Regions from separate parts of the Mus musculus genome. Here regions 2, 3, 4, 5 and 6 are each linked to region 1. Evidence: chromatin contacts called from public promoter capture Hi-C data. All regions are on one chromosome and are shown on one strand. The core of a region is the stretch at or near the end of the contact, and the rest is flanking DNA. Distances in the headings are between cores, read along the strand shown. Region 1 holds the start of Mrpl30 (mitochondrial ribosomal protein L30). Region 2 holds the start of Rpl31 (ribosomal protein L31). Region 3 holds the start of Sema4c (sema domain, immunoglobulin domain (Ig), transmembrane domain (TM) and short cytoplasmic domain, (semaphorin) 4C). Region 4 holds the start of Cox5b (cytochrome c oxidase subunit 5B). Region 5 holds the start of Pdcl3 (phosducin-like 3). Region 6 holds the start of Chst10 (carbohydrate sulfotransferase 10).

Region 1 (4,153 bases), core at 524-3,023:
AAGCTCATTTATTAAAAAATAAATTAAAAAAAATTAAAGCTGGAACTAGGAATATGTTTCAGAGGTACAACGCTTACCTGGCATGCATGAGTTTCTGGGTTCAACACCTAGTTGAAGCTGGAGGTCTTCTCCCTATTTTGGCTCAAACCTTCTCTTGTCAACAGGTCTACCTGGATCACGCTGTTTCAGTCCTGAATGAGGACTACCTCCACCAAACAGCTTAACATTCGCAGCCACAGCCCTGCCAGCACTTCTGCACCTTGCCTTACTTGAGTACTCGTGTTCTATTGTACTTTGCTGGTTTACCATTTAGTGGCTGTCTCCACTCTGTACACGGGACAGTGCCAGAAGACAAGGACTTTATATTTTGGTTTGGATCTGCTCAAGTCATAGATGTGTCTCTCAAAGCAGCTTCGGCACTCAAGATTCTCTGCTGAAGTTTAATTTCAGATATAAGCAGGCAGCACCATCAAAACTGCTTTTTGTTGTTGTTGTTTTTCCTTTTGGTGAGGGAAGGTACTGGGGATTGAACCCATAGCCTTGCATACAGAATATAAGTGCTCTGAGCTGCAACTCATTTCAATACAGTAGGCATTATTCTTATGTGCGTAGCTTTTGGACCTTGAAGCAATTATACTGCCATCTACTGTACAACAACTTTCCTCTGTACTGTTGCAAATACCAGAAAAATGGGGCTGGAGACATGGCTCAGCAGTTATGAGCACTGGCTGCTCTTCCAGAGGTCCCACATTTAATTCCCGGTGACCACCTGGAAGCTTACAAATGTTTTTTTAACTCTATCTAGTTCCAGGGGATCTGACTATCTTCTGGCCTCCATGGGCACTACACGCACATGGTGTAGATATGACAGGCAAAACACCCATACACATAAAAATAAACTGAAAAATACCATTTATCACATGGGATATATAACCTATTTCTATTTTCTAATATGTTAATATATGAGTATACACAGAAAAACAAAAGGCTGCCAAAACCATTTTTCCTCTCCCTCACCCCGAAAGGTTTGCTGGAGTTTTGTTGTTGTTTTGCTTTTTTACAATGGTTATGCACGTAAACAGCTCTTTACCCCTAAACTACAACACCAGCTCGTAAGTGGTTCTTTAATTAATTTCTCTTTCTAAAGGGTCAAGGTATATATCTATAACGAGGAGTGAACATTCCTGAAAATACAGAACACTGAATTTCCCGTGCAATCAACCGCGTTCTCTGAAATCAACAAATGTCTCTCTTCTTCGAATTCCCAGGACGTAAAGGTAGTAGGCAGCCGTCATAACGGCCTCTCAGCCACCAAAAGCAGCTGCTTTAACAAGTGACAATCACAGGGGCCTGCAAAATCACTGTCTTTAATAAACAGCAACTCCAAAAACTCAGCACTCTAAAATCGCAACATCTTAAAATTAAGCAAGTTTTGCCTTCTTAAAAAAAAATAATAAATTTCACTGACGCTTGGATGGCTCGGACCTAGATCTACACGAGTGAGACTCTCAGAGACACGCGCGTCGCAGCACGACTCGAATAAAGTGACAACCTGGCTGCTTTCAGAAGATCAAGAAATAGGTCTGCGGGACCTCCAACTCGAAACAGAAAGAAAGTCATTTCGTAACTGCAGAGAGAGCCTCTAGCTCCCACGACCGCACTCACCGGCGACCGCTGTGTCCACTCCGAACGTCCCCGCAGCCGGAAGGAGAGGAACAGAGGCAGGTGGACCCAGTGCAACATTCAAACCACGCCGTTGCCGTCACAGACCGTACGGTTCTTTGGTTCCGGGAAAGGTTTTTTTTTTTTTTTGTCCCGGCCCATTCACAACGCGCCATAGAAGACAGCGCAGGCGCAGCGGCGTCACGCGTGCGCTTCCTGGAAGCGCAGTGGGTCAGCTCTTGGAATTTGCTGGCGGTGCCCAGGAGTTGTCACAGTGATGGCTAAGTCCAGCCTGGGACAGGATTCCGATAGCACTGCGGCGGTGGCGGTACTAAAGCGGGCAGTAGAGCTGGATGCAGAGTCCCGGTACCAGCAGGCTCTGGTGTGTTACCAGGAGGGGATTGACATGCTCTTGCAGGTTCTGAAAGGTGAGCGAGTTTCGGTTTCCGCTCTGTCTGGGACTGAGCGGAAACTTAAGAAAACGAAACTTACTAACTACCAGGAAGCATTCAAATTCAGGAGTTATATTCTGATAATCTGCAGGACAACGGAGGTGGTGGCCTTTGCAATAGACCGATGTTATCGCTAAGGACCATAAGAGGCATAACCAAATATAATCTATAAGGCTTGATAGGTCTTGCGTTTGAATCAATTTTATTCTTCGTTGTTGTCAGTTTGTGACATGATTTTTCTCCTTCCTCTGGCTCACCTTCCTGCCCTCACCCCAACTATGATCCATTGAGTTTCACTAGGGTGGAAGTTTGTTTACAGAGCTATGTGCACGTTACCAGCGACTACAGCACTGACTAAATTGTCTCTCCCTCCTCCATCAATGATTATATATTCATTCTCAAGATGGGGGTGCATTCCACGGCCATTTATTCTATGTGCACCAACCAGTTGTCAGTCTCTGCAGTCACTACCCGGTACTGGTGGAAGAGGCTTCTCTGACCATGTGGACTACAGCACTGCTCTATGGGCATAAACATAATGAGGTAGAGGGCAGTTTGGCAGATACATCATGTTGATTTAATAAAACTACAGCAGTAGTAGTACGGCCCCTAGGGCCTAGGACCGCCACAGTCTTGATTTTTAGTTAGGTATAAAGTACCAGATGAGAGTCCCTCTTGTCAAGCAGACTTCACATCCAATCAGAAAGCAGTTGGGTACCACATTTACCACGATTGCGCCAATGGGCTCATCTTTCCCAGATGGTTGGTTTTAACAGAGGGAGTGGCTGAGTAAGACATTTCTCCCCCAGCAGCTTGAGTAGCACCATCCAACACCGTGGTACTATCCAACAAGGAGGACGCTTTCAACCAGCTCCAGTTTGTTCTCGACCTGTGGTCAAGGCATGTGGCATCTTTAGCAATAGGGTCTTATGAATGAGTTTTGATGGACATCCAAAAGCAGGGGCAATCCTGTATTGTTTGGGGGGAACTCACAGCCCACTCTCAGCACTGGGGTGTATCTATCTATCTATCTATCTATCTATTTATTTTTCCTATTTATTTGTTTAGTAAGTTGTGTTTCTGGGAGCAGCTTTATCTATCCACAGAGAATACCTCCACTTAAAAATTTTTTTTTCTCTCTCTCTCTCTCTCTCTCTTTTTTTTTTTTAGCTTGCTGTCCTAGTTAGGGTTTCTGTTGCTGGGATGAAACACCATGACCAAAAGTAAGCTGGGGAGGAAAGGGCTTATTTACTTCCACATTGTAGTACATCATTGAAGGAAGTCAGGACAGGAACTCAAACAGGGAAGAAACCTGGAGGCAGGAGCTGATGCAGAGGCCATGGAGGAGTGCTGCTTGCAGGCTGGCTTGTTCATCATGGCTTGCTCAGCCTGCTCTCTTATAGAACCCAGGACCACCAGCCAGGGGGTGGCTCCATTCACAATGGGCTAGGCCCTTCTCCATCAATCACCAATAAAGAAAATACCCTACAAGCTTGCCAGAGGCCAAACCTATGGAGGCACCCCTCCTCAGAGTTTCTCTGTGTAGCCGTAGCTATCCAAACTCTCTCTGTAGACCAGGCTAACCTTGAACTCATAGATCTGTCTCCTAAGTGCTGAGATTAAAAAGACATGTGTCATAACGCTCAGCTAGGCATTTTCTTAATTGAGGTCCCCTCCTCCTCTCAGATGACTTAGGCTTATGTGAAGTTGACATAAAACTATCCAGCACTTACCAAGTATCAGTACTGTCAGTGTTAGCTAGTGCTCTCCTCCCCAGGCATGGCAGCTAGTTTTATGTCAAGTTGACCCAAGCTAGATTTACCTGAAAGGTGGGAAACTCAATTGAGAAAATGCCCCCGTAAGGTCTATGATTAGCAAAAAAAAAAAAAAAAAAAGGAAGGCCACAGTGTATATCTCTGGAGGTGAGAGAACAATTTGGCAGAGTCACTTCTCATTGTCATTTATGTCTCAGGGATGGAATTCAGGATTTCAGAGTTAGTGGCAAGCACCTTAACCTGGTCTTAGTTAGGGTTTTACTG
Region 2 (4,153 bases), core at 919-3,418, 1.5 Mb before region 1:
AGCCCCTAAGGTTCAGAACACAAGCACATTAAAAAAAAAGTCAAAAATTATATATGTAAATGGCATGCCATCATGAAACGAAGAACCCTCTGGCCAAGCATGAAATGTCCAGCTACTAGCATCAGTACTTAAGATGTAGGGGTAAATTCCAAGCATCCTATAGTTCAAGATGTCCCGCTCACTTTCCCAGAGTATCAGTCACCAACCAGGCCTGCTCACAGCAATCCTGAATGATGGTCCTGATGATCCAGCGGTTAAAAATATCTGCTCTTGCAGATGACCTAGGTTTGATTCCAGCACCAATGTGGAGCATACAAGCATTCAGGCAAAACACTCATACAAAAGGAAGACAAAGTTCTGTGGAATTGAGGCAGGCACTCTCCTATGAATATAGCCAGGGTACATGATAGAGGGCTATTAAAAAACAAAAAACTTGAACCTTTCTAGAGCATGGTGCACGCACCAATGATCCCAACATGGAGGCTGGGTGGGAAGACCTCAAATCCAAAAACCAATCAACCAAAAAAGCCCAGGTCTGTTCAACACCCGTCAAGTCCACTCCAAGTGAGACAAAGAGCATCTGCTTTCTCTATTCTACCTACCCGCAGCCTGTCTCTAGTGCCCAGACAACCCACTTCACAGCTAGCTTGAAAAAAACTCACGCAAGCAACCAGTCAGGTGGTATCACTTACAAAGACCAGGAAAGAGATGGAGCACTGAGCAATCTCAATGTTATGGTTAGGGAATTGGAAAAAGTGGGGCTGCCGCAGTCAGTGAGTAGATCTCAGAGGGCAGACCTAGCACTGGGCTCAACTACTACCCGAATGAATGAGACAGGGAAAGCAAGGAGTGGAACAAAGCAGAGGCTTGGTTTACACCACAATGGGGACCAAGAAATTACCAAAGAATGAAGGAGGCTAGAGATTCTCACATAGGGCCTTATCAACAAAATACAAAAGGCCTGGGGGGGGGGTACGACTCGCTTCTACAATGCTCTATTCAAGGCTGCTTTTAAAGAGTACCTTTCACCTGAGAGCGACTCTTCCTTCCACATACTGGGCAACACCCACACCACCTTTAACTTGTGGCCTACTTTCACTTTGTCACAGGCCTAAATAGTGCTTCATAGTGCTTAATATGCCCAACCATAGAGGAAGGAACGTGGCCGACCACCAGCAGTATTCATACCGGGCAAAGACCTTGGGGCAACCCACTAGGTGCAGACACACATTTCAACCCGGCAAAATCTCTCCGAAAATACTAAACCATCAAGTCCAAGAACTCAAGCTCTAGGGCTGGAACGCAAATGCAGATAGGTCGTGTACAAATAAGGACCGCAATCACTCTCTGTAACCGCCACTTTACTACAACTTGCCCCGAATTTGCACAAATCTGTATAATCGGACGACGAAAAAAAAAATCGTATTTCGCACTTGAGGTAGTAACCGGCCACTTTCCTGCAGCGTACAAGTCACTGACTTTCCTTTTACACGTCCGGATTACCAGAACTCACGTTTTAGCACCACCAACCTTCCCCAAGTCTAACCGCTCCCTCAAACTCCATCACAGCCTCCAGTCTCCATTTCCTAGCCGGTTGCCGTGCAAGCCAAACCCCGCACACCTTCCACGTACACACAACCACACCGGAATAAACCCGCTTGCCCTCTAGAGCACCCAGTCTGTAAGCAAGGCTCGCGGGTGACAGCCCAGCCCGGCCGGAGCCCGAAGGGGGTCGCGGGCCACACCGCCCGCCCGGTACTCACACTCCATGGATGCGCTTGTGAATGTTGATGGTGTATTCTCGGGTCACCACCTCGTTGATGGCAGAACGGCCCTTCTTCTTCTCGCCACCCTTCTTTGCGGGAGCCATCTAGACGCAGGCGACAGGGAGGGAGGCTCTAAGCAGGTAGTGGGAAAGCCCAAGCCCGAGCTAAGGTGCACCCGTACCCCGCAGGCCGTCCTCCCACCGCCCCGGACCGCAGAGCCTCCGCGCGGCGCGGGACAAACCCCACCGAGCCTGCCCGTCCCGCGCCGGGCGCGGATGGCGCCGGATTTCAGAGCCGCGACCCCGCAGCCATACTCACTCTGCCGGGCCCAAGTAGGAAAGGAAGGGCGCGAGGGTTTGTGGGAGGGAAAGTCGCGTAGCCGTACAACTTCCGGGTCACGGGGAGGCGAGGAGGAAGAGGTGTGGCGAGGGAAGTTAGGAGTTAGGCTGGGGCGTAAATACAGCGCGCGTCAGGGGCGGAGCGAGCGGCATGGGGCGGACCCAGGGCGGGCCCAGGGCGGGGTCGATCTTGTCAGTCTTCTTGCAATCTGCCTTGAGCAGTGGAGGTGCGGGATGGGATTTAAATCCCAACCCGAACCCGGATTCGGAACGCCCGGCCGGGAGGGAAGATACTCCAGTTTTTCGGGTGCACTCGCTCACTCACTCTACGTTTGTTTAATCTATTAGATACTGTGCTTGGCGGAAGGTCCCCGGAATGACCGAGACGACAACAAAAGAATTTATTTTCCAAGTCGAAAATGCCCACGGAAATGCCAGGCACGTCCGTAGAAAATAGATCTCCGAATCTAAACATGTCCGAATAGCCTGTCTATTGGAGTTTCAGCAATGAGCAAGTTTCAGGATCTCACAGGCAAGAAGACAGGCAGGCAGAAACTCCACGATCTTACAAGGAACCTATGTCTCTGCCTCCTTTGGCTAAGGGATGCTGGGGCCTTTGGATTCCCCAAAGGTCAGACTTGGGGTGGACAGGCAACTGCTCTCTCTCTCTTAAGAAAATAGTGTCCACAGCCACGTGTGGTGGTGCACACCTGTGATCCCAGAACTTTGTGGGTTGAGTTAGGTGATCAGGAGTTCGAGATATCCTTGACTGTAGTGGGCTAAACACGCTTGACAATATCTGATGACTTCTCAGTGGGGCTAGGAGGAAAGGAGCAGACAGGCTCGGTTCTAGTTCTTAGAGAATCCAAACCAGAAGGGGTTCTATGGGAGTGCTGATTGGTACTGGGGTTGAGCTCAGAAAATTGCAACGCAATCTCCCAAGCAGAGCCACTCAAAAATAATTTAAAAGGAAGTCTGGAGCGATGCATTCAGGAGGCAGAGCAAGAGGATGCCAAATTAAGGACGGACTACACAGAGGCCAGTCTTGGCTACACAATGAGACTAGATCCAAGAGTAAGGGGAGGAGAGAGGGAAGGGGAGAGTAGAGACTGAGGGAGGGAGAGGGAGGAAGGGCTATAAAGAGAATATGAAAATGTGAATTTGGGATCTTTAGCAAGAAGACAGAGGAGCCCACTAGTCAGAGTGTGCTGACTTGAGCAAGAAATGATAATTAGTTATGGTTAATAAATAATGGTTAATTAGAAAAGCTGAGTTTATAAAAGGCTGTGAGTTCCTGACTTCATACTAAAAGTAAAACATGAATAATTTAAGGAGTCAATAAACTAGACATATCCGTCCACACATGATTAAGCTAAAAAATCAAAAAGGAAAAAAAATTCCCCTGCCTCATTTCTAATGAGCTTTTCTACAGAAAAGCAAGGCTATTTATCTCCATAATATGAAGTCCATCTGAGCACTAATAGCATTTCTCTAGATGACTCAGATTAGATTTTTTTCAGTATATTACTGGCTGACTTTGAGATCGTCAAGCTACAACATGAACAGAAATTAAAGCCATTTTATATCGCTAAATTTTTACTAGGACATTTTGGCAAGAGTGCAAAGTCATGACTAGGAACTGCTTCACTTCGCCAGGTGTGGTGGCACACACTTTTAATTCCACAGTGGGAGGCAGAGGCAGGTGGAGCTCTGTAAGTTGCAGAACAGCCTGATCTATATAGGGAGTTCCAAGCCAGCCAGAGCTACATAGTGATACCTTGTCTAACAATGACAACAATGTTGTTTGTACAAGGGGATTTTAGTTGTTAGAGACAGAAGGTGTTACAATTTTAGTTTGTTTGTAGTATCTTAAACTGAGGTCACATTCAATCTTGACTCTTGAGCCAAGACACTGTACTTTTCCAGACAGTATGATCATGGTTTTTCTGGGACACAGATGTAGTTACAGAATGACCTTTTAATAAGCAAAGATAATGAATGAAGAGGTCAGTGATTACAATTCCCATGATGCATGCATTTAGTGGAAAA
Region 3 (4,153 bases), core at 428-2,927, 1.3 Mb after region 1:
CATTTCTACCTCCATGCCTGGCTTAGAAGACCCTGGCGCCTGCCATGAAGGTACAGAATACTGTCCCTGCCAGTGAAACTAAAACCTTTTGAAACTTTCCACTGGGGCCACCTTGGAGGTAGAGCCAGGGAGCTCAGATCACTACCAGGCAGCCCTCATTTCTAGGGGCAAGGCTTACAGGTGAGAAGGAAACACAGCAGGAAGTGGAGGTTAGCCTCATGGTTGCTGACTGCTGAAAGGATGGAGCTTCTGGGCTCACAGTTTTCCTACCTCTCCCTTCCCAAGCAGGTGGGATGGACCATATAGACTGCGTCCAGCGCCAGGATCTCACTAAAAATGTCACCTTGCTCTTTGTGTGGATTTGAGCCCTTTTTTTGTTTGTTTGTTTGTATCTTGCTTAATCTCTTATTCAGTGAGAGAAACAGTAGCTGGCTTGGAAGTCCTGTTTCAGCCTCCTGGAGCTGAGGAGTCTTAGCTTTTAGCGAATCCTGAGCTTGGAGTGGGGCTTGCCCTTAGTAGATGAACAGGAGCCTGGTCAAGAGGAGTGTGCATGGCTCCCTCCCTGGCCAGCTTCCATAGGACACCCTCCCTGCCCACCCCTGGCAATAGCTGGCCTGCCTCCTATCTCTGAGGTCACAGCTTTGTTTCCTAATGGAAAGGAGCTGGGAAACGTGGCTCTGGCCAGCGAGGGAGAAGGGGCCCTTCTGTGTCCCAGTAAAGACCCAATTGTTACTGAAACCAAACTGGGCTGCCATTCTCGATTACTCCCATTGCTCTTCTGCTCTTCACTTCTCAGGTGCCACGTTTTAGCCCAGAACAAAAGCTGCTGTCGGACTGATTTATACTCCAGATTTTACTTATGGGGTCTGAAGTGTTTTTTCCCCTCCGGGACTGCCCCCTGGGGCTCAAAGTTACCACAGAAACCTCCAGGCCTCCTTCCCTTCGTCCCTGTCCTTTGATTCTGGTTAGGGGTGGTCTCCAGGTACCGCTGGGGCAGTTTCCCCGAGGTTTCTCAGTCCACCTGCCCACTGGAGGACCAGCTGGCTGGAAGGATTTGCCAGCCAGCACCGTCCAGGAGGCCACAGCTACAAGTTACTTCTAGGAGCGCCTGTGGGCGGAGGCTGGCAGTTCTGAAGGTGGTGGTGGTTCGCTGCGTGGCTCCCTCCAGCCTCTTTCATCTGAACCGTGGCGCGCTCGTGCCTCTAGTTAATCAGCCTTCCAAGCCACACCAAGAGTCATTTCCCGGGGGTAGGCTCTGCTGGAGCCTGGAAACTAGGAGCTGCCTGCAGTCTTGGGGTCTCCTCTGCCTGTGAGCTGCTCCTTCCAGTCCAAGGGTTAGGGCCAGAAAGGAGGACAACTTTGGAGTCAAAAGACTGACCACTGTGGTTAGCACCTGAGAGAACCTTCAGTTTCTTCTCTTGCTACGCCACCCCCTTCGGGTACAAGTCCCAAAATGGTTTGCCAGTTTTCGTTCCCGTAACTGGAGCGTGGGGAAGCCCCTCAACCCTTCCAGAGAGCCCATCCCGCCTCAGGACTTGAAGGCACACTTCACCAGGTGAGTGCAGTTCGTGCAGTTCCCGGTGGCAACGCCTGGAGTCCCTCCCCGCCCCCCACCCCGCCCCCTCCCCGCCTCCGGCCGCTGTGGCGCAGACCTTGACTCACGAGCTGCAAGAGTCGTAAAGGGTCCCCAAGCCTCAGTGCCGGGTAAGCAAGGCAGCGGGTCGCAGCCCCCTCCTGGGCGGGCCTTCGCGTCCCGCCCCCGGCCACCACTCGACACCCTCTGCCTGACGTCAAGGGGTTGGGGGCGGAGAGCGGCGGTGGCGGCGGCTGCAGCGGAGAAAGAACCGGCGCCCGGCGCGGTGGAGCGCCGAATCCGAGCTCAGGGGCGCCGAGAGCCGTGCTGAGACCGAGGGGCGGTGGCACGGGACAGCCTTAGCGTGCTGGCGGGCGGGCGCAGTCTGGAGCGGCGCGGGGGCAGGGGAGGACGGTGGCCGGAGTCAAACGCGAGGGCAGCGCCCAGGGATTGGAGCTGCACGAAAGAGGTGAGTGAGGCCGGAGCGGTGGGGCCCCGGGGCCGCTGCTTTGTCCCCTTGCTTGGGTAGGGGCTAGCGCGCGCGCTAGAGGACAGCGTCTAGGGGTGCAGGGCGGGGCGACAGCAAAGACAGCTGTCCGATCCGGGTCCCTCTTGAGTCCGCCGCGGGCTGCCCAGTGGCGATCGGCATCAAGGCAAGCAGTGCCTGCAGCTCCACTGGCCGGAGCAGCGGGAGCCTGGGGGTACGGACAGCGCTAGGGGCAGTGGGGGACCCTTGGGCTGTCCAGCGCGCGGTCCGAATCTTTGCCAGGCTCGCGAACTGCTCGGGTTCCCCCCACCTCGACGGAAAGTTAGGGGCGGGCTTGGACCGTGGCCGATGTTGTGGGATCGGATTTCCCTAGCGCGGCCCCCCGCCCTCCCGTTCTGCTCCGGAGGCGGGCTGGCACTGAGAACCAGCCCCCTAGCCAAAGCTCCGCCGCCCGGTCCCTCTCTGGAGCGCCGCAATCCACGACCGGGTGTGCAAGTGTGGGGTGCAAATCCTGGTCCTGCACCCCTCCATCCCCTTGGCTGTCCGTGTCCCTTGCTTCGGGAAGAGCTTGGGGGTTGGGTCACCGCTACGCCTGCAGATTCTCGGAGCGCACCACCGGGTTTTGACCCCAGCCTAGGGTAATTGGCAGAGAGGAAACTGAGGGTGTGTCAGGGGGGACTGCTCCGGGGAAGGCAGCCCCAGCCCCCCGCCCTTCCCGCGCGGAGGTTCTTGGCCGACAGGGGGCGTCCGCAAGCCCGGCTTTGCCACGCTCCCAGCGCTGCCGCTTTGTTTGCATTCAAATCCCCGGAGCTGGGGGAGGGGAGAGTCCACAGTAGGGAGACCGAGACCGGGTCTTGGCTAGGAACCTTTGTTTTGGGGTGCAATCCTCAGATTCTGCATCTCTGTTCCCAGCCCCTAGCGTCTAGATTAGTGGAGATCCGTTCCGTTTGCCTACTGCCTAGTGCATGGTCCCCGAGGTGCAATCCCGGAGTTAAGAACGTTCGTCAGAGCCGGGGAGGAGGGGACGCAGCCCTTGACGATCATTTGTGGGCATCCCCTGTTGTCCAGGAGAACCCCGCTTCGGCCTCCCCAACCCATTTCACTTCCCTCCACGATCCCGCTCTCGCGGAGGCGAGGAGATTCCCAGACAGAAGCCTGGAACTGACTCGTGGCCCGGTCGCCTCTCTGCGGGAGGGTCAGTGTCTTGTAGAAGGCTGTTGGAGAAACAGGACTGGTCCTGGTCATTTCCACGCCCATCCCACCCACTTCCTGCCTCCCTCTTGGGCAACAAAGGGGCCTCGGAAGCTGGGCCCATTTGGTTCCCGGCCCCACTCCTACTCCAGCCCTGCTGATGTGGAACCGGGTTTGGGCTCTGCCCGGCTATTGTCTGCGCTGGGGGAGGGGACGGGCTGGGGCCGGGAACTCTACACGCTGCCTGCTTCACCAAGTCCCCCACTGAAGCTCTTTGCCCAACCGGCTGCCTGCGGCTGCTGAATAAGGGGTATATCTCCCCGAATTAGGTCTTGGGGCTGGCCTGGGTCCCACTGGTAGCAAGCCCTGTTTTTTATGGTTATTGTAAGAAACTCTGAAACCTTTAAGGCCAGAAGGAGCCAATGAGGGGGAGTCCCTCTTTTATTTTTTTCCACACAACTCCCTGTTGAAGGGAGGGAGTAGGGATGGCCTGGAGGCCACAGGCGGCTTTTGATGACTGCCCACGCCTAGTGCTTGCTGACTAAGTTCCTCTCCTTGCTCTTCTGGGAGACCCCCAGGGCTCTTGTGGGCAGAGGCCAGTTGCAGGATCAGGAGGAGATGTAAAGGCTCTGGGGGAGGTTTGTTCCAGTGTGCGTCCTGTGTTGCTTGTCTCTTGGTGCGGGCCCCCTTCCGGTCTGTGATGCTGACCAGTTTCTTTTCCTTCAGCAGGGCTGCTGGACTGAAGTTTAGACCCTGGGTGTCTGCCATGGCCCCACACTGGGCTGTCTGGCTGCTGGCAGCAGGGCTGTGGGGCCTGGGCATCGGGGCTGAGATGTGGTGGAACCTTGTGCCCCGGAAGACAGTATCTTCTGGGGGTGAGTGCCTGAAGCATGGGAGGCAGG
Region 4 (4,153 bases), core at 1,007-3,506, 1.2 Mb after region 1:
TTGGTTTTTGCCCCCTCTACATTATATAAAAGTTAAAATTTAAAAGAATTTTTAGCCAGGCTGTGGTGGCAGATACTTTTAATCCCAGCACTCAGAATCTGAAGTCAAGGCAAGCCTGGTCTACAGAGTGAGTTCCAGGCCAGCCAAGGCTACACAGAGAAAAGAGAAACCCTGTCTCGAAAAGCAAACAAATAACAGCAACAACAAAAAGTTTAAAATTTTTTAAAAATAAAATTCTAACAATTCTATACTGGTTTTACATTCTAAGTGGATGCCAAACTAGTATTAAGAGATAGGTGGTCTCAATATATATATATTAAAAAAAAAAAGACTATAGACATAAGACTAGCCAGCTATGGGAGGAGCCAGTGCAATGGCTAATCTTTATTAGAGAGAAGTTTTTCTTTACATTCTGAAAAGATAACACAGGGGCTCAGTGGGCCATTTGGTGGGGCACCAGCTTGTAATGGGTTCCACAGTTGGGGCATCGCTGACTCTCGCCTTTGTGCAGCCAAAACCAGATGACAGTACAGTTGTCCTCTTCACCTGAAAGGGAAAGACGGTTGACAGTCATCCAGCGTCCATGTACAGAGGGAGGCTTTCAGCATTCACCTCTTTCCTACAGACACTTCGGACACAGCAACAAAACTGCCACTGACTAGGAGACCACTTCACGCTCCGCTCCTTCAAATGAAAAAGCGGGGATGCATTTACCTGTGAGTAAGATAACCTTGTATGGGGTCACTGTAGGTTCTAACAATTCCAGTCCCTATGCAAAATTCCAAAACAGGATCTGTACTCATGTGTATCCCTAGTGCTTGAAACAAACAGTACCTGGCATATGTATGTACATACGTGTGTGTGTGTGTGTAAATAATCTGGGCTGGAAAGATAGTTCAGCAATTAAAAGCATGGACTGCTCTTCCAGAGGACCTGAGTTCAATTCCCAGTAGCCACAGCAAAGTGGCTCACAGCCTTGCTTGTAACTACAGCTCCAGGGTCATCTGCCTTCTGTGACTTCTCATGCATACTGAGACTTAAGACAGTCAACAACCCTTACAACAATGTATACACATATTTACATTTTTACACACATACAGTCCATCATACACACATATCTGAAGCAATTTATAGACATTCTGTGAGGCAGGTTATAAACAAATGGGCCAGAAAATAAAAACAAAGTGCTTACAGATGCAGCCCACTATTCTCTTGTTGCTGATGGACGGGACTAGATTAGGGTCTTCCTTGGTGCCTGAAGCTGCCTTTGGAGGTAGCATATTGTATGGGTCCTGAAAGAGACAAGAGTTGACTATTTATGACAGATAACGCCTGCCACTGCACTGCAAAAGGGCCGTTCCTACAAGCTGGGTTGTCAGGACCAGACGCTGGCTGACAGGAACTCCTCTAATCCCATCCAAGCCCCAGGGCTCCAGAGGACACAGCATTTCTCCTTACCAGTCCCTTCTGTGCTGCTATCATGATCTCCCTCTCCAGCCCAGTAGCCTGCTCCTCATCAGTGGGGACACCACCTAGAAGAAGAAAAATGAGCTACGGCAATTGATATGACCACGATGGATACACGATAAAAAGATCAACACGGGAAAGGTGACGTTATCCGCTTCTTTGGTGGGTTCCCAAGCTACCCATTCCCACAGTCCCCTAAGCCCACTGAGGCATGACTCCCAAGCCATACCGTTTTTCCCTTCCCACCGCGGAAGCTTGGTTGTCGACTTTCCCTACAATCAAGTCATGAGAGTATACTGGCTGGTGGCGGGCAAGGGATTTGAATGTTGGTCCAGCGCTTTTTCAGCCCTCCAAGTCCTTGTGTTCCAAGGTCACCCGGCACCTTCCAGTGAGGGCACTTTGAAAGCGGGTTCGATCGGGTGGGCGGCCGAAATTACAGCAAGACCGGACAGAGCGCCGGCTCCCGGAGCCTAAGGTGGTCAGCAGGGCTCGAGAGAACGCTAATGGCCGACCCCGCTCGACCGCCCATCACCAACCACGCCGGAGGCCATGGACACCGGCCTGTCCCGCCCAGCTGGTCACGTACCTCCAGAAGCCATGGAGCGGGTCACGGCCGCGCCACGGGGGCCGTGGGCCCTCAGGGCCTGCGCCGCCAAAGCGCCCACTCCGCGAAGTAACCTTGAAGCCATCTCGCCCGAGACAAGCAGATGCACTTCCGGGAACAGGCTGAGCAAGATGGGCGGGACTTCCGTTGGTGGGAGTCTAACAACGCCCGGTCAGTCTTCCGCTTCCTGCCCCGACCAGCCGAAGCAGCGCTAAAAGTAGACGCCGCACATGCGCAGTTCTGCCTCTTCGTGGGCCGCGCAGACTCCCGCCGCCTCCGGGGCGTGGCGTCAGTCACCCTGACAGCTAGCGGCTTTCGGGTTCATGACCTGTCCGCTTGAGTGTTCGCGCCCAGTGTCCCAGCCACATAGTAGTTCTTGTAGTGGAGGTGCTGTGGAAGCCGAAGTTCCCGCAGTCAAGGGCTTCCACCACGAATCATACAACCTTGGGCGTGAGCTCAGGAAGCCTGTTGTGTTTGTTATGCCTGTTAGCCACGGGTTCGAGACTGCAGACAGCTTTAGTTGTTACCAAATTGTTGCAATGGCCCACTCCGTCAGAAATTGACAGTACACCCCCCCACACACACAGTCTTAGCCTCAATTCCCTCCTCCACTCTGTTTTGTTTTGTTTTTTAAGCACGGTATCACTATGTAGCCTGGCTGACCTTTAACTCCCTATGTAGATCAGGGTGGTCTAAAGCTCACAGAGATCTGGTTACCTCTGCTGGGATTAAAGCTGTTGCACCGTCCTCAGTTTTCCTCCTATAGTAATGTTATGGGAGGTGATGGTGTTGGCCCCAGGGACAAGGATGAGGGGGGTGCGGGGGGTGCGGTGCAGAAGGGCTTTGGAGGCATAGATGTAGGATACCTCCTGATGGCCACTCCACCACGATGAGGATACTAGGAGGAGGAGGGACAGAAAGAAAGTTAATAATGCAACTGGAAATGACAATAGGCACCGTGGCCAGAAGTCTCTAATTTAGACAGAAAACGTCCTCCATTGCTCAGTGTTGCACACAGGTAAAGCCTGACAACTCACGGCAGAGCGTTCACTAGATTTCCAAACACTGGCTTCTTCGATTTATTCTCGTTGTGGAACATTCCTGAAACACTATGGCTGCATACAGTATCTATGCTTCCCTAATTGCGTCCCAGTGATGAAATCTTAAGTACCTTGCAGAGGCCTGACATAATAATATCAAATGACTTTTAGTAAATCCTGCCGCTTGGACCAAAAATATAGTTTATAGAGCTTGTGACTACAAAAGGTCAAGTTGAGGAAAACTACAAAGGACTAAATTCCTGGGTGTTGTCACCTACCCCTTGTAGGTTATTTTCAAAAGGGTCTGGTGGAACATTCCTTCAGAGGAACTAACCTGGTCTTCATGGCTGCCCTCAACCAAGAAAAAAAAATAGCCTATAATGAGGCACCAAATTTCTTGACTGTGAAGATGGGCTTACACTTTGCATAGTTTTCATTTTTACTTCCTTGTCTCCACTACAATCATCTGGATTAATTCCTAATTCAAGGCATCTTTCCTCCAATGAACCCATTATTGATTTGTGTCCACATTAAGAGGGAAAACCCCAGTCAGCCCCATCAGCCAGCTCCACCATCTTTCCTCCTTTAGAGAACACTCAGGAAAACCAAGACTAGATGTCTTTGTTAGGGTGAAGAGACACTGTGACCACGGCAACACTTATGAAGGAAAACATTTAATTGGGGCTGGTTTACAATTCAGAGGTTTAGCCCGTTATCATCATGGAGGGAAGCAGGGCAGCATCCAGGCAGACATGGTGCTGGAGGAGATGCTGAGAGTTCTACCTCAGGATCCACAGGCAGAAGGAAGTGAGAGACGCTGGGTCTGGCTTGGGCTTTTGAACCCTCAAAGCCCACCTGCAGAGACACACTTCTGCCAACAAGGCCATAGTTCTTAATCTCTGTCAAGTAATGCCACTCCCTAATGACGAAGCCTTCAAATATATGAGACCATGGAGGCCATTCTTAGTCAATGTGCATCAAAAGCACATTGTAAAAAAAAAATCATATAACACAAACAACACAAGCTGGCAATTTGGCATTT
Region 5 (4,153 bases), core at 826-3,325, 1.1 Mb before region 1:
AAGAAAACAAAATTAGAAACTGCCTCTGAATTGAGACAACAGAGCTAAAACTGAACTACAGATAGTGGGTAGTCTTATGAGAACTCGCCCCGAGCTACAATCATCTGAAGAACAAGATTCTCTTTTTTTAAGACTTATTTATTTATTTTATGTATGTAAGCACACTGTACTTGTCTTCAGACACACCAGAAGAGGGCATCAGATCCCATTACAGATGGTTGTGAGCCACCATGTGGTTGCTGGGAATTGAACACAGGACCTCTGGAAGAGCAGACAGTGCTCTTAACCGCTTAACCATCTCTCCAGTCCTAGGGCATTTTTCTTAATTGGTGATAGATGAGAGAGTTTGTCATTGTCAGAGTGACCACCGCTGGGCTGGTGGCCCTGGGGTCTATAAGAAAAACAGGCTGAGCAAGCCACAAGGAGCAAGCCAGTGAGCAGCACCCTTCCAGGGCTACTGCATCAGCTCCTGCCTCCAGGTTCCAGGTCTGCTGAGTTCCTGGCCTGACTTCCTTCAGTGATGGACTGTGATATAGAAGTGTGAGCCCAATTAACCCTTTCTTCCCTGGATGCTTTTGACGGGTGGCGGTAGTGACCCTAAGACCCTGGCTCCTGCTGCTGTCGACTGCTTATCCCTTCCTTTTTCTCAAAGGGGTGAACATCCACCAGTTCCCCTTCCTTGAGAAGTGACCGCCAACGATACAGCAAACACTGTCTTAACCAGAAACCTGCGCATTTCAGCTTCAGAAAAAACAAACAAACAAACAAAACCCCAAAACACCAGGAGACGACTGGCTAACCCTACATAAACCATGAAAGGTGTCTGCTTGAAGCTGGGCCTCTCTAAACAACAGGTCAGAGCTACGCAACGATACAGCAAACACTGTCTTAACCAGAAACCTGCGCATTTCAGCTTCAGAAAAAACAAACAAACAAACAAAACCCCAAAACACCAGGAGACGACTGGCTAACCCTACATAAACCATGAAAGGTGTCTGCTTGAAGCTGGGCCTCTCTAAACAACAGGTCAGAGCTACGCACTAATTAAAGAAGGTTTATCTGAGTCCTGAGAACTCTTCCCCAACGAGAGGAACCTGGAGACCAAAGGAAGTTACATTCCAGGCAGAGGGACCTGAAAATGCAAAAACGCTGTGACATGCTGACTGACCATCTGTCTGTCCTGAGAGCCTGCAGTAGACTTGGGGAAGAGGAAGACTGTGGCTAGACCCACAGACTTCCCTAAGCTTTAGAGTCTAAAGGATAAATCTGAGAATAGCAGACGCCTGGCCTGCTCCAGAGTCACTCCTGACGGCTAATGTTTAGTAAGCACAAAATACTAGGTATATCCCTTTACTTGAGCCTGTTCTTGCCTCCCAGGTGTAGGTGTGGCCGGCTTGCTGAATGTGTAGATGACCACCCCCTCCAGTCCCCAAGGTCTGTCTCTTAAGCCGGAGCCCACAACTACACGGTCCATCTACCCTCCATCCAGACTCTTCAGAATCCTTAAACACAGCCACATAGAAGGTTGGCGACAAAGTGGCTGACGCATACTTTTGCTCTTCTAAGGCTATTCCGATGCGGTTCTCTAACACACTTTCTTTGGGCTTTTGTCTAATTCCAGCTCAAAAAAGGAAAAAAAATTGCTAAGGAGTTCCACCTTTCTTCATATTAGAAATTAACAATAGTCGTGAGGCCTAGAGTTCAGATCTGGAAACCAGAAAGCACTCCCAACGGACCATCTAGAGTCAGCTCTAGATGGCAGGAGGGTCGGGGCCTTCATCAGGCCTGGAGGAGAACGAGCCCAAAGTCCGGTGCCTACCAAAGGACAGAGATTTGCGGGGCAGGACGCACCGGAGCAGGAGTGCCCAGCCCAGGAGGCCGGAGGGACCGCACCCGCCCTCTCGCAGTGCGCCTGCGCCGGGCCTCCCCGCAGTCCGCCGAGTTCTGTAACTAATCCATGTAGACCCGGCTCCGGGTCTGGCGCGAGCCCACCAAGCCAAACGACCGCAGACTTGGGGTCCCGAGCTCGCCACACTCACCTGCATCTTGCCTTCAGTCACTCAAACCAGCCCTCTGCCCCAGCCCCTCCGCTCCTCTCCGCGCACGCGCGGCACCGCCCCCTCCGGTCTTCTCCCCGCCCCCAGGCACGAAAAGGGCGGAGCCAAGGAGGAAGTGAAGACTGGAGTCTGCGCCTGGTCCTCAGGAACCCGGGCGAAGGCTGAGAGCGTTGGAATGACAGGCCGTGCCTCCGGTGGGTGGGACTATAGGGTGACGTCATTCGGGCCATGTCCAGGCGCTACCTTGTTAGGGAAAGTGGCTGGTTGTTTGGGGCTGACCCGAGGTAAGCATAGGTTCTGCGACTTCCCGGGCCGCCAATCGGAGCCTGTCGGAAGCAGAATTGCCTGACAGTGACCCGATGCTAGGATTAAAAGTGACCCGGGTCACCTGGAGGTCACACACCTTCTCTGTTGAATGGGATGAATTGCTTATTGGGTTTGTTTACTGAGCTCACTGGGTTTGTTTAGAGCATAGTCTAACCTCTGCGGTTACAGCATCAGATTTGAGAAACCGGTGGAGTGGGGAACGCCTGGGCTCCACGCCCCTTCACCCTCACAAAAGGAAAAGGCCACAGTGAGAATCATTTTCTCTGGTTAATACCAGACTCGTGTGACCCTGAGCAAAAGCACAGGCTCCAGGGCGATCCACAGCATTCGGAGCTGGAACTGAGAGCACGGGAGTTAAAAGGCCTTCCACAGCCCTGGACTACCTTGCTGCCTCTGCTCAAGCACACACCGTGGGTACACTTTGGAATTACCAAGGAGCTTTCAAAACTGCAGGTGTCTAGGTGTGGTAGTTCACATCTATAATTCCAATACTCAGGAGACCCAGCCAGGGCTAGAGAGTGAACCTCTGTCTATAAAAACAAACAAAAACTACAGTTACACTAAGGTGTTATTTCCAGACAACTTAAATCCCTGCAGCTGAGGACTCGGAACTGATAATTTCTGGGGAATAATCACTAATATAGAAAAAAAATTACACTATTCCCTGAAAAAAACAAGGAGCATGGATTTAATTTAACCCAACACATTCCAACCAGATTACAGACAGACCTTTTAAAGTGTTAATTAATTTGCCTAGTGTTGTGAATGAATTTTCCCAGTTTTCACTTCCAAAATCAGTTTGTGAGATAGTTTAACTTGAGGGACTTTGATCACAGGCTTCTCTCCACCGCACAGCAGTAAAGCAGGTGTGGTTTGCCCTTTCCTTGCTCCAGGTGGATCCACTGAAAGATGTATCCTGGTGTATTGGAAATAATGTTCCCAGTTGCTTTTTACAGCAGGTGTGCTTCAGAACAATCCCCTGTTAACTCATTGTCTTGACTTTTGGTTTTATTACATTGACTACAACATGGATAAAGTCTTTAACTGAATACACACGAGAAACAAACTGTTCAGCTGAGCCTTTAATTGGAGATTACATCATGAGTTCTGAGACAAGCCTCGGCCACAGCATGACACTGTGTATAAATCTTAGTTGACTGGGGAAGGTATGTAGACCTTCTATGAAGGACGTAGGAAACACTGGATAGTCATTTGGAGGCAGATAAAACTGAATTCCTACTTTACGGCATACACTACAATTTAAAGAAGAAAACTCATTAAAGGAAAACATGGGCTAACTTAACTTTTTTAAAGACGGGGTTTTGCTATGTAAGCCAGGCTGACTTTGAACTATTCTCCTGTGAAAAGAGCTATTGGGTTTGCTTCTATAAATTTGTCAGGAATTTGGCATTGAGCCAGGACATGGAAGCAGGCTCAAGATCTTGACCATCTTGATAAGTTCCTGAATACCTCGGGACTTTTTATTGCCTTGTTTGTTCCTTGACCTAGAACTGACCTTATACTTTGTATGTACCTAGAATGATATAGAAGTGGACTGGAGAAAAACAAACCCTCTTCAGACTCAGCACTGGCTGGAATCATGTTATAATGCTGTCTAATTGCCTTTTTCTTTTCAATCCCCCCTCCCTCCCTCCCTTGAGACCCTGTTGACTGAGCTGCCTTGGTCACTCGTACTGTAGTTAGTGGCCATAGTAGGTAACACTACAAACTATGCTGCTGTACTTGGGTTAATTTTGTAACTTAGAAAT
Region 6 (4,153 bases), core at 1,189-3,688, 1.0 Mb before region 1:
GACAGGTCAGACCACTTGTTTGGGGATGGCCAGGCAGATGTTGGAGTGGTTGCAGGAGTGAGGAACTTCACTGTGGATGTGTGGTGAGGGAAGCCATTGGGGATCTCCAGGGATCTCCCTTCATTGAATCAGCTTCATGGATGGTTCCTGTTCATTTGAAAACAATTGTCTGAATGGCTCCTGCTGTAGCCTGTTGTTCACAGGAATTGGGAAGCGCAACAGGTGGACTTTGCAGAAGTGGGCAGCAGCTGGGTCACCTTTCAGGAGTCCATTCTGCTGGTGCTAGCAGGAGGCCCTAAGTTGCTTTATTATTATTATTATTATTATTATTATTATTATTATTATTATTTTGTCACAGCAAAAGTAATGGCTCTAAAACACCACAGACCACAGGACCTATCACGCTTCCTAGAGGACAGCCTCTCTCCTGTGAGAATATGGTGTGTAGTGGAGAACTGTCTACTGCTCTTGTTTTTAGAAGAATCTGTTAGCTAAACTATAGGACTCTTAACCCACAACAAGACAGTATGGAGATACAACTGTAGCAGGAACTGCAAGGCTGAGTGGACCATGGAGCTGAGTCATCTTATACCCAGCGGTGTCAGACAGAGGCTGTCTTTTAATGTCCTGACTCAAGTCAAACATGAGCTCAGGTCTCACTGGGATCTTTGAATGAGACAGAGCCTGCTTCTTGGTTCAGGCAGGCTTACCTCAAAGAATTAAGGACCTAGAGACTCAACAGCCACCCATGCCACTCAGAGCCAGTGGATCCCATTTAACATTGCAAAGAATGACCAGCAAGGACAGGACAGTAGAGAAAAGCTAGCAAATCTTTATTGAGGCAGACAGAGATGCAGAGAACTCACAAGGAATTTGCCAATGTGGCCTTGGCTGGATCCCCTTTTATACTCAGAAATTAAGCCTGATTGGGCAGAGCTGAGAGGCTCCTGTCTGTCTGAAGTGAATGGATGTGGAAGAGACTGGCTCAGGGTGGGGGGAAGGTAAGAGACAGGTCAAGGCTCAGGAAAAGCCTGATGGTAGGAGGCCAGCTGAGGAAGACCCACCAGAAGTTCTGGGGGAACAGAGGAGGGGTGGCAAGATGAGGGAGGGACTGAGGAGTCAGGAGGTGAGGTGGGCAAGGGCTGGCCAGCCATTGTCAGGACAAAAGTCAGTCATAATCTTCATAAATTGGGCCTTTTAAAAGTCACAGCTTCTGAGTGAAACGTACAGAAACTGGACTTCTGAATCACACAGAAGCTGTCTTCTCGGAGCCTGGCCCAGTACTCCTGGGCAGGAGAACAGCCTTGGAGATAATGGGGTCTACTCCCCATTCACTGTCTGTGTTGTGTTCCTGGGGAGGCTTCCTGTCTGCAGATGACTCCTTCTGACTGAGATAAGTTCACTGAGAAACCAACCCTGCCAGTTTGTAAAAGTTTTTCTCCAGACATTTCTTAACCAGTTCTCTCTCTCTCTCTCTCTCTCTCTCTCTCTCTCTCTCTCTGTGTGTGTGTGTGTGTGTGTGTGTGTGTGTGTGGAGAGAGAGAGAGAGAGAGAGAGAGAGAGAGAGAGAGAGAGACATTCTCTGTGTAGACCTGGTGGAAGTTGCTCTGTAGACCAGGCTGGACTAGAACTCAAGAATTTGCCTACCTCTGCCTCCCTATACTGGGATTAAAGTGAGCCACCATGCCCAGGTAACCAATCAGGGTTGTTAAGAAACTATGAATGGGGCTGGAGAGATGGCACAGCAGTTAAGAGGTGGTACCACCTTTGCAGAGGACCTGAGTTCAGTTCCTAGCACCCACACTGAGTAACTCACAATTCCCTCTTAAGTCTTGCTGGAAGGGATCCCACACTTTTCCTGACTCTGTGGGCCCTATATTCAAGTATACACACCCACACAGAGATGCAAACATAAAAATAATAAAAGTAATTTTAAAAAATCTATGGATAGAGGAAGGTGTGGTACCTAGCATTTACCATGCCCTGCATCCCTGAGGCTGAGAAAGGAGGATTGCCTCACGCTGGAGTCCAACCTGAGCTTCGGAGTGAGTTACAGGTAAGCCTGCACTCCATTGAGGCATGGTCTTTTAAAAAAGAAAAAACAAAATAAAACAGAATAGAAACAAATGCAAATAACTAAGGAAGAATAAAGATTTGTACTATACCAAAGCTCAAGCGATCTGACCTTTCCTCAGGTCAAAAAAAATTTTTTTTTTTAAAGAATGATTGTTGATCTACTTATGTGTTTCATTGTCGTTGACATTGTTGCGTTTTCCTAAGTTTTGGATTTCCTTTGCCTTCTCCAAGGTGTTTTCTGCGCGGTGCGGCTGGGTTGCTGCATCTGTACAATTTCTCCACAGGCCAATGGGGACCAGGAGGCCTGGGATGGTGGGTGCGCGGTGCGTCCTCCTGGCTTCCTGCAACGTGGACGCGCGCGCGCGTGCACAGCGGTGGCGGCGACGACGCGCAGGACCAGGCCCACACTCCCGGGCGGCAGTGGGCGGCGGTCTTGCACCCCGAAGCTCGCACGCGCCCGGCTTCCTCCTTCCGGCGTGGCTGCACCCCTGCACCCTGCAGGAGGGTAGGCGGGTAGCGGTGCGGAGGTCTGGGCAGAGCCCGCCTCCGGGGCTCCGGGGACGCCCACAGGCCCCGCGAGGCCCGAGCAGAGCGCCAGCGGCTGGGAGGAGCGCGAGCGCCGATGTACGAGGGTGAGCTGGGAACTCGGGGGTGGCGGGTCTCAATGAAGTGCTGTCCCCCACCCCTTTGCCGGGTAGACAGAAGGGTGGTGGACTCGGTTTTCCTCAGCGAGCTACCTCGGTGTGTGCTGTGGCGACTTAAAGACGTCCCTGGATGGAGAGATTCCTGGGAAGAGCCTTCATCACTTAATTATGCAACGAGGCGGCGTCCTTGTGCTGGATGCAGTGATGAATGGAATCGATGATACTTGAACCATCCATCGTCTACCTTTGCCACCCTGGGATGGAGACTTGCGTTTGTAAATGTGGGGTGGGGTGGAAAGAGGAGAATGTTTTCCCACTTGGGTCCCAGGAGCGTGCTGGGAAGGAGGACTGGAGGGAGGAACCTGTGCAGCCTTTGCGAAGGAGCGCACGGTTGAGCGCGGCTCCCGGGGCGCTAGGGGAAGGAGTTCTGCCTGCGAGCAGGTCCTGCTTGCTGGCCCATACCTTCACCAAGAGGTCTGTCAGAAGTTGGAGGTCTAGGCATCAATTACTGCACTTTCTGGCTGGAAAGATGAAACAGGTTTTCCAAAAGCTGGTGCTTTTTCGTTCTCCAAGTCTATTCAAGGCAGGAAAGGGCAGGGCAGTGAATACAAAGTAGCTCAGCCAGGCAGGTTCTGGTTAGCCACAAGGAGTTGGGTTTTTGCGCTGGTCTATTGGAACTGCCAGAGCAGGATATGTCTTGAGACATTCTTAAAGTGAGACAGCTCAGCTTCGTTCCCGCTTGCTGATCACTAGCCACGACTTCATCTTTTCTAAGTGACTGGGTTAAAAAGAAAAGACACAAAGAGAGAAATGACTTTCTACCTTCAGTGGTCCCCAGGATAATTAGGACATAGTTTATCTTAAAGCAGAATTGGAGTTTCAAGATGAAAAGAAAAATCTTCACATGTTTGCTCTTGACCCTCAAGAACAGAAGAAATTCCCAAGAAAGCCGCCCCCTCCCGGAAAGGAAAATAGAGTTTTGTTTGTTTGTTTGTTTGTTTTGTTTTTGCAAAGTTGAACAAAGAGCATCAGAAAACACTTGCAAGTATTCTGTGCCACTTGCAGTAATATTTGGGTCCGTTTTGAAGAATTAGGAGAGAGCCAGGAGTACGGTGGGGAGAGAGGACTGACTATATAAGACCCTGAACTTGAGATCTTCTGAACCAGACAGTTTTCTCATCACACAGTCTGGAATTGCTTAAGCTATGTGAGGCGAACTTACCATTAATTTTAATACTGAGGTTTTCCTGTTTTAGAATAAAGGCCATTGTTTGTTTATTGTGCCAACAGCCCTACCTATGATTTCTCTAATGCCACCAGGTTGACGTTTATTCCATTATTCATTTATCAAGTGACGTTTGTCTAGAATCTGCCAGATGCTAAGGCTTGACAGAACCCAGAGTGTATCTGTCATTGGAATAACTCATGGTTCT

Evidence for each region. Promoter capture Hi-C pulls out the DNA fragments that hold promoters and counts their contacts. Capture Hi-C pulls out chosen DNA fragments and counts their contacts.
Region 2: a promoter capture Hi-C map of liver shows a contact between it and region 1, with 2.5 times the contacts expected there. The contact joins the promoter of Rpl31 here to the promoter of Mrpl30 in region 1. A contact is called at or near these places in 5 of 39 promoter capture datasets (embryonic stem cells, hippocampal neurons, liver and 1 more), 1 of 115 datasets of contacts at active chromatin or transcription factors (pro-B cells) and 1 of 9 other capture datasets (liver).
Region 3: a contact with region 1 is called in a promoter capture Hi-C map of liver, with 5 times the contacts expected there. The contact joins the promoter of Sema4c here to the promoter of Mrpl30 in region 1. A contact is called at or near these places in 1 of 39 promoter capture datasets (cranial neural crest), 3 of 115 datasets of contacts at active chromatin or transcription factors (acute myeloid leukemia, embryonic hindbrain and pro-B cells) and 1 of 9 other capture datasets (liver).
Region 4: a promoter capture Hi-C map of liver shows a contact between it and region 1, with 5 times the contacts expected there. The contact joins the promoter of Cox5b here to the promoter of Mrpl30 in region 1. A contact is called at or near these places in 4 of 39 promoter capture datasets (the 3T3-L1 cell line, hippocampal neurons and liver), 3 of 484 Hi-C or Micro-C datasets (CD4 T cells, muscle stem cells and neutrophils), 3 of 115 datasets of contacts at active chromatin or transcription factors (astrocytes, large pre-B cells and pancreatic cancer cells) and 2 of 9 other capture datasets (embryonic stem cells and liver).
Region 5: a contact with region 1 is called in a promoter capture Hi-C map of liver, with 4 times the contacts expected there. The contact joins the promoter of Pdcl3 here to the promoter of Mrpl30 in region 1. A contact is called at or near these places in 2 of 39 promoter capture datasets (liver and pre-B cells) and 1 of 484 Hi-C or Micro-C datasets (the G1E-ER4 cell line).
Region 6: a contact with region 1 is called in a promoter capture Hi-C map of hippocampal neurons, with 3 times the contacts expected there. The contact joins the promoter of Chst10 here to the promoter of Mrpl30 in region 1. A contact is called at or near these places in 3 of 39 promoter capture datasets (the 3T3-L1 cell line, embryonic stem cells and hippocampal neurons) and 1 of 115 datasets of contacts at active chromatin or transcription factors (large pre-B cells).

Annotation. Positions count from the first base shown.
Region 1 is chr1:37,888,097-37,892,249 of GRCm38.p6, reverse strand. It overlaps Mrpl30 (mitochondrial ribosomal protein L30), which reads right to left and starts at 1,773. Exons shown (of 6, transcript NM_027098.3): 1 at 1,666-1,773. It overlaps Mitd1 (MIT, microtubule interacting and transport, domain containing 1), which reads left to right and starts at 1,839. Exons shown (of 7, transcript NM_026913.3): 1 at 1,839-2,090. The coding sequence starts at 1,940.
Region 2 is chr1:39,365,866-39,370,018 of GRCm38.p6, reverse strand. It overlaps Rpl31 (ribosomal protein L31), which reads right to left and starts at 2,168. Exons shown (of 4, transcript NM_001252218.1): 1 at 1,764-2,168; 2 at 1-5. The coding sequence starts at 1,870.
Region 3 is chr1:36,555,905-36,560,057 of GRCm38.p6, reverse strand. Sema4c (sema domain, immunoglobulin domain (Ig), transmembrane domain (TM) and short cytoplasmic domain, (semaphorin) 4C) reads left to right here and starts at 1,677. Exons shown (of 15, transcript NM_001126047.3): 1 at 1,677-2,042; 2 at 3,981-4,126. The coding sequence starts at 4,018.
Region 4 is chr1:36,689,590-36,693,742 of GRCm38.p6, reverse strand. It overlaps Cox5b (cytochrome c oxidase subunit 5B), which reads right to left and starts at 2,256. Exons shown (of 4, transcript NM_009942.2): 1 at 2,054-2,256; 2 at 1,459-1,532; 3 at 1,193-1,292; 4 at 355-546. The coding sequence starts at 2,156. The coding sequence ends at 434.
Region 5 is chr1:38,985,736-38,989,888 of GRCm38.p6, reverse strand. Pdcl3 (phosducin-like 3) reads right to left here and starts at 2,075. Exons shown (of 6, transcript NM_026850.4): 1 at 2,040-2,075. The coding sequence starts at 2,045.
Region 6 is chr1:38,896,445-38,900,597 of GRCm38.p6, reverse strand. It overlaps Chst10 (carbohydrate sulfotransferase 10), which reads left to right and starts at 2,438. Exons shown (of 7, transcript NM_145142.2): 1 at 2,438-2,708. Gm51581 reads right to left here and starts at 3,988. Exons shown (of 3, transcript XM_030243909.1): 1 at 3,943-3,988; 2 at 2,965-3,196; 3 at 1,648-2,881. The coding sequence starts at 3,988. The coding sequence ends at 2,248.